Linked DNA regions of Sus scrofa: region 2 is linked to region 1. A link is a contact called in public HiChIP or PLAC-seq data. All regions are on one chromosome and are shown on one strand. Each heading gives the region's core, a stretch centred on a gene start, on an enhancer-like site or on the middle of the called end of the contact. The rest is flanking DNA. Distances are from core to core; before and after follow the strand shown.

Region 1 (3,792 bases), core at 1,226-3,725:
TGGCGTTGCCGTGAGCTATGGTGTAGGTCGAAGACACGGCTTGGATCTGGCATTGCTATGGCTGAGGCATAGGCCAGTGGCTACAGCTCTGATTTGACCCCTAGCCCGGGACTCTCCATATGCCACAGGTGCGGCCCTAAAAAGACAAAAAAAAAAAAAAAAAAAAAAAAAAAGTAAAAAAAACCCCACCACAATACCGTTATGATACCTAAAAATTAACAATATGTGATTATTTTAAAATCCTCCGGAATTTGAACATCCAAAGGAGTACTCTATTCAAAGAATCATCTTAAAAGACTGCAATGATGCTAGCATTTCTAAAAAACAGCTTTGGAATACCTCTCAGGATTATTTTCAGGATTTGCAATGTATTCCATAATTATCCCAAATGATAATAAATCTTCACTCTTCAAGGGTAGACTTGACTTGAAAATAGTCAAAAGTCTTTGGGAATAAACCCCAATAAATAGGGGGGATAATCACACTGGGCAGAACTGATTTTGTTTTAGGAGAGTAACATACACAGAGAGTCACAAGGTGTGTTCCTTTCATGAAAGGAGTCTGATGCTTATAAACTAGCTCAGAAATTACCCTCAGTGACCAGAGATGCTGAGTGAGAAAAAGAGCTCTGTTGTACTGGGAGTAGAAGCAGGAGTGAAACTAAGAGGAGAATGTGAGAGGCAGCTGAGAGAGAGCCAGCCAACTGGTGAAAGGAAGTTATGCTTAATCTTTGTACGCTAAATTCCAGTGATTCCAGGCCACTCTCAGGATTTATCTTGCATTTCAGGCCTCTGCTTTTGCAAACAATGTTCCCTGTGATTGGAATGCCTACTCCCACTGGGTGGACCCACTGGGCCAATCTCTAGTCATCTTTTAAGACCTTGATCAAATATTACCACATACCTTGATTCTCTCTGACACAATTAGTTGTTTCATTGTCTGGTCTTAATTGTTCTTTGCAGGTATTTCTTTTCACATCTTGTGACTACTTTATAATTATTCAGATATGTATGTATTTCCCCAATTAGACTGGGAGCTTGACTTTCATGTCTTTCACACACAGACAATAATTGGCCTTCAGCAATCATTTGTTTAGCACATAGATACAATTAATAACCTATGCTAATAACCCTTTCTTTCCTTCTTTCTTTTTCTTTTTAGGGCTCCACCTGCTGCATATGGAAGTTCCCAGGCTAGGGGTCCAATCTGAGCTGTAGCTGCAGGCCTATGCCACAGCCACAGCAATGCGGACCAGAGCCACATCTGCGACCTATACCACATCTTCTGGCAATGCCAAATCCTTAACCCACTGAGAGAGACCAGGGATTGAACCCAAGTCCTCGTAGATACTAGTTGGTTTCTTAACCCAATGAGCCACAACAGGAACTCCTATCTGTGTTTTTACATAGCACAGATCTTGAAATGCCCTCATAATGCAGCAGAATAGTTGTGGGTTAGAAACATGATAGAATAAGGCAAAAAAAAAAAAAAAAAAGCTTTATTCAAGAGCAGTTTTTGTTACGGAAACTTCGGAAGTTTCAGATGTTGACAGTGGAGAGTTATAGCATAGAAATGACCAAAGAAATGTTAGTGATTTCTTTTCCTATTTTTAAAAATAAAATTTCCAAATCCATTTTTTGGATAATTATTTTATTTTTCAAAGGGATTAATACTTGAGGGGTTAACTAATTAAGTACTAGGTAAAACTGAGTTCCAGCTTAGCTGATACATATTTTTTTCAAAATAAATTTGGAAAGCAGAACACAAGGCATAAAAAAATGTATTACCTACTTTGAAGGGAAAAGACGACTGACTCTTAAGGTCACTGTGTAAAAATTAAAGAAGTCTGGAATGACTGAAACTATTAAGTGTGCTCTCTTGTCAGGACCTTTCACATACTCCTCTCACTTTCTCTCCCACCTCCTGCCCCCGAGCAAGAACCACCCCAGCCATTCCTACTCTATAGTCCTGGACTTAGGCCTTGGTGGGAAGCAGAAGCAACTCTTCTGGCATTAGGCCAGTGGCAGTGCCACTCTTGCAACCCCTGTGGCATATTCCTCAGATGAGAAATAAAGGAGTTTGTGGGTAGCCCAGATGGGCAGAAAGGAGAAAGGGAGAGCCACCTGTAAAGAACAATTGCATCTGATGTCACTTGTTCTTGGTTGAACCTGATTTTTATCCAGAAAATAAAGCCTGTTTTTCAGAGTGCTTTCTGAGCTCTAGTTGACTCCCGGGATATTTTCAATCTAATTTTTTTAAATTCAATAAGTCCACAGGAATTTTTTCAACCCTTCTTGTCACATGGTAGATATCCTATTGAACCATGTTTGTATGGAAGTAACCTGATTTGGATACAGAAGGAACAGGACTGAAGCAGTTGAGCAACAGGTTTTGCTTGGTTTTAAAGGTTACCTTGCACAATCTGGGCAAGGCATCCCATGATATAAAAGACTGTTCTGATTCAACCCGGAAGTCTGGCCAGACCACCCAGGGACTTACACAAGCTCTTTAGCCTCCATAACATAGGAATGATTTCACTGACCTCATGACACATGGCCTCTTGGATCCTGTGACCACTCTCAACTGGAGAATATGTGAAATAATAGCACTTGCTTTTCGCTATTTTTAAAGGACATTAATTCTTTTTAAAAAAGAAAAATAGAATCCAAAATTATAGACCAAAATGAATGCATGAACACAAAATTGAGAATGTAGAAATGATGCTAGTCCAAATAACAGTACCACTTTTATGTTGTTTTAAAGCAGCATATTTTGATTGTTTGATATAAAAATTTCACATTCCAAATAAACAGGTAAACAGTGAAACCTTCAAGACTCCCTTTTATCTTCTGTAATATCAAATACCAAAAAATAAGACTTAATCTGTTTCTAGATTTCAGAGAAATTTAGTTATATGACAGATACTATCTTAAATTCTTAGCAAAAACAATCTAAAATATTTTAAAATGATTTTTAATGTGTATATTAATCATTTTCTCTGAAGATCAATGTGCTAAATTGAGATTTATTTATTTCTCCCCAGGAATGTTTAATTTTTATTTACTGGGTCCAATTTTTGTATATGGAAGTTCAAAACTGTTCACTGTAACTACTGTTTCCTAATTAATCATCAACTCAATTCACATGAATAATGCAAACTTTTACATGCAGCTCTATCTACAACACTATACTTGTCTAGAGGAACCACCCATTCATTATAAAAGGATGATAGAGAATTCATGACCCTCATTACTACTTTTAAGCACATTCATGAGACTAATACATCAATTACGATAAATTAATCTTAATAGGTTGCTAAGGGCAGACCTATGCCTGTGATTTCGGGCTTATAAGCCTTTTCTAAATAAATTCTACTTAAAAAGTCAACTAGTTGCATCAAGAAATCAAATTTTTTCTATAAAACAAGATAAAATAAACTTTTTATTATTAAATTATTTCAAACTTACAAAAGAATTGCAAGACTAAGACAGGAGAATTCCTGATACTCTTTACCCAGATTCACCAATTTTTACTAGTTTGTTACATTTGCGTTAGGGCTTACTTTGTCTCTCCTGCCTCTCGTGTGTCTCCATCTATGTGTTTACATTTATAGATATTCTTTTACATAATTAGGAATTTTAACTTTAATACAATATCATAATCTAACATACTGCCTGTATTCAAACTTCACCAAAAATGAGTTTTATGGCAAATTTCTCCTAATCCAGAATCTAATCCAGGATTACTCATTGCACTCAGTTATTATATCTTTCAATCTCCTTAATATGGAAA
Region 2 (4,001 bases), core at 17-2,516, 280 kb before region 1:
TGCACATAATTTAAGACTTTACTACCTAGTACTGTAAACATTTACTTTAAAGATGAGATAGGCACTTGGAGCTTCCTCTCAAGAGTTTTGATTCCTTTTATGTGTGTGCATGTCTTTCATTATAGGTGGTCCAAGCCACATTGTTACTTTAACACTTTGATTATGAGACAGATTTTATCCGTACATACTGATTGCAGTGGTTTTAATTTTTCCCGTGCCAGAGTTGGGGGTTTTGGGCAGGATTCTTTTTTGAGAGGGTTTTTTTCCTTTTCTTTCTTTTTTTCAGGAACAGAAAGAAGTTGCGGTCTGAACTGCTGGGCCTTTGAATGACAAAGCTTTTCTACCGCCTTTTAAAACATGACCTAAAGAGTTCCCATGGTGTCTCAGTGGGTTATAAACCTGACTAGTATCCATGAGGACAGGAGTTCCACCCCTGGCCTTGCTCAGTGGGTTAAGGGTCCTTGGTTGCGGTGAGCTGCGGTGTAGCTGGCAGCTGAGGCTCCTTAGCCGGGGAACTTCCATATGCTGCAGATGCAGTCCTAAAAAGAAAATAAATAAATAAAAACATGACCTAAAATCTGTATCCATATCTTTAAAAAAATATTTCAAGTCTGATCTTGTCTTCGTGTAGTAATAATGGGTATTATACAACTGTACAGAGAATAAAATATCTAGACATGAATAAATTCAACGCACAATAAACATAAGTAATAGCATAATAAATGCGAAAAAGTGTCTTATGATGATGATGTGGTTGAATTAAGTGGATCGGAATCAAGTGCAGGCTGCATATCGGGTTAGCTGCCCAATATTCTAAGACTGTTATATTGTGGACCGGAGGCCTCTCAGAAAGAAAAGCCTTCAGTGTAGGCTTTTAATGTTATCTCCAAAGGAAAATATACATATAATCACAGAGATACACTGACAGGACCAAGAGGCACTTGCCATACAACTTTAAATATACTGCTGTTTTTGTAACCTCATGTTGACATTTCCATGTCTTTTAATATAGGAAACGGAGACAAACAAAAAATTAGATGTCACAGACTCCCCCTCCTCCAAGCTGTTCCCTCTGAGTTACCATAGAAACAGTCCTATAACTAATATTTTATACCAGTGGGTTCTGGGGAAAAGAGGATGTAATCATGTTTCCAGGGGAGTCAGAAGAGCTAAATTATGAAAGCAAATGTCCACACTCTATGTAGGGCTGGGAGAGAAATCCCTTGTTTGACTTTATATTATACCCAGCTACTCTCAAATAAGCACACATTTGCTCATTCAGTGACAAGTAATATCGAAAGACAGCGTGGTGGCTTCCTGCTACCTCTTTCTTGAAGCAAGTCTTGTCATTTTACCTTCAAAGAGTGATATCATTTATGTATCCTGCCCCATTCTCCATGTTCTCTATGTATGGGGTATTTGGTTTGTTGCATGCGCTTCTTAAAACTGACAGGAATGTTTTCCTTAAGAGTTCAAGATCAAAACAAAGTGCTGATCACCTTTTTAGCTTTAGGGAAGAAGAAGTAGTGGTGTGTCTTACAAAACAAGGCATACCCTGCAATGTTTATTGCTTAATTATTCTTTGGGAAGCTTCCTATTTTGGCTCTATGTTTTAGCCCTGAGATGAAGTGTGAACAAAAGAGTTCAGTGTTCTTCTGGAATGGGACTCAAGCTTTACTTATCTCCTTCACTGCCTTTTCCTTTGTGTCAAAGCTCAATATCTGTCCTCTCCCTTCTAGAAAGCCTCATATAACCATGTCCTCTCTCCACAGCATAGCCTAGGACTGCTTGGCTCAGGTTCTCAGCATCCAACCTTCCAATCAGGGCTGCTTCACAGCAGAACTTTCCCTGAGGATGGTGCCTGCGGGGAATGTGCAGTGCCTGGTAACCCAGTGTCTGCCTCCATGCTTTCACAACACCTATTTCAGTTATTAGCATTTTTTTTTTTTAAGGACCACACCTGCAGCACATGAAAGTTCCCAGGCTAGAGGTTGAATTGGAGCTGAAGCTGCCAGCCCATGCCCTGGTCACAGCAACACCAGATCCGAGCCTCATCTGCAACCTACGCCATAGCTTGCAGCAATGCTGGATCCTCAACACACTGAGAAAAGCCAGGGATCAAACCCACATCCTCACGGATACTATGTCGGGTTCTTAACCCAGTGAGCTGCAATGGGAACTCCAGTATATTTGAAATATTTCTTAAAGAAAATGCTAAAATAACATTTATGGTCTAATGTTCAAAAGGAAATATTTTCCTGGTAGAGCCATTCATATTTTTCATCCATGGAATGACTGAACATACACATTTTAGCTTATTAACACAAACAACTCTAGATGTATCACCAAACCATTTCCAGCTCCTTGAAGATGTAAACAGTAAACTGTGATTACTTGCCAAATGTAGTGTTGTGATGCCTCAATAACAATAGGTTTTCTTTTAAAACTGCTTTGTGGCATTAAAAACATTGTGTTAAAGGAGGGAGGGCCAAACAATATCCACGACTATTAATGTCACATAAAGAAATAGAACCAGACATTGGTGCCTCATAAGTAGCACATGCCAGAACTTATGAAGTGTTTCTGTAGCAGGAGGAAGAAGACAAGTCCATGTGTGGCTGCGGCAGAAAACTGGGGATAGCAGAGAGGAAGCTGGGAGTCCAGAGCCATTATCACATCTAATCTGCATATACTCTTTTTTTTAATTTTTTTTAAAAAATGTGCTATAGTTGATTTACAATGTTCTATCCATTTCTGCTGTACAGCAAAGTTACCCAGCCATGTGTCTATATGTTTGTATACGCATTCTTTTTCTCGTATTATCTTCCACCATGTTTTATCCCAAGAGACTGGATATAGTTCCCTGTGCTGTTCTGTGGGACCTCATTGCTTATCCACTCCCTCCCCCTCCCCACTCCCTCCCCCTTGGCAATCACAAGCCTGTTCTCTGTCTGTGAGTCTGTTTCTGTTCTGTAGCCAGGCTCATCTGTGCCATATTTTAGATTCCACATATAAGTGATGTCACATGGTATTTGCCTTTCTCTTTCTGACTTCACTTAGTATGAGAATCTCTCATATATTCTTTATGAAACAAAAATGAGTTGAAACAGAAAAATGAGTTAAAACAGTCACTCCCATGTTAGAGAGGAAGAAAGAGAATTAGTGATTAAATGACATGCCTGTGGCCACTGGACTAAGAAATTGAGGAAGCAGAACCTACAGTGCCTTCTGGATTCATACTGCACAACATACTTTCTGTATTAAAAGGATGGGGATCTCTATCATCAAGGGGCAGTTAACGTGATAAAATAGACATGTACATATATGTTCAATGGAAGATTCAGATCTTAAAATTATAGCAGTTGGAGTTATCTTCTCTGGCAAGAGATGAATGCAGGTATGCTCTTCTGTTGAGTGCAGATTTGCACATGTCAGAGATCAAAAGACCATTTAGACTGGCATTCTCTTATGCAGCGGAGGCCCCGTATCATCTCTCTCTTGGAAGGGCGGCCATCCCAGTGCCACCAAAATGAGCCAGAGACCTTACCAACCAAGACAGGCGTCCTTTAAGAAACTGCTCCCCGGAGTTCCCATCATGGCTCAGCAGAAACAAATCTGACTAGCATCCACGAGGATGCAGGTTCAATCCCTGGCCTCTCTCGGTAGGTTAAAGATCTGGTGTTGTGGTGAACTGTGGTGTAGGTTGCAGACACAGCTCGAATCCTGCATTGCTGTGGCTGTGGCATAGGCCAGCAGCTATAGCTCCAATTTGACCCCTAGCCTGGGAACCTCCATCAGCCATTGGTGTGGCCCTGAAAAGACCCAAAAAGAAAAAAGAAAGAAACCAGTCCTGTTCCACTTAACTGCATGAGCAAATCAATGGACAGTACACAGGGTTGGCTTCATAGGTGTGTGACCTATACAGTCATACAAGGACCTGCTGTCAGAAGGGCCCCATGCTTGGTTTCCTAATCTGGGGTCACCATCTTGAAACCCTTAAT

The links. HiChIP or PLAC-seq counts read pairs in DNA pulled down with a chosen protein or histone mark.
Region 2: a contact with region 1 is called in an H3K27ac HiChIP or PLAC-seq map of alveolar macrophages. The contact joins two enhancer-like sites. A contact is called at or near these places in 1 of 47 Hi-C or Micro-C datasets (heart right ventricle) and 1 of 2 datasets of contacts at active chromatin or transcription factors (alveolar macrophages).

The regions. Positions count from the first base shown.
Region 1 is chr9:102,617,889-102,621,680 of Sscrofa11.1, reverse strand. No RefSeq gene overlaps it. Among named protein-coding and RNA genes, the nearest start is that of PTPN12, 56 kb to the right of the region's middle. Within about 2 kb of position 2,475, at least 16 of the 83 cell types and tissues checked have an H3K27ac peak or open chromatin away from gene starts, as enhancers often do. A contact at or near this core is called in alveolar macrophages, where this site is marked.
Region 2 is chr9:102,901,101-102,905,101 of Sscrofa11.1, reverse strand. The region is part of intron 1 of CCDC146 (coiled-coil domain-containing protein 146); the gene reads left to right. Among named protein-coding and RNA genes, the nearest start is that of CCDC146, 17 kb to the left of the region's middle. Within about 2 kb of position 1,266, at least 4 of the 83 cell types and tissues checked have an H3K27ac peak or open chromatin away from gene starts, as enhancers often do. A contact at or near this core is called in alveolar macrophages, where this site is marked.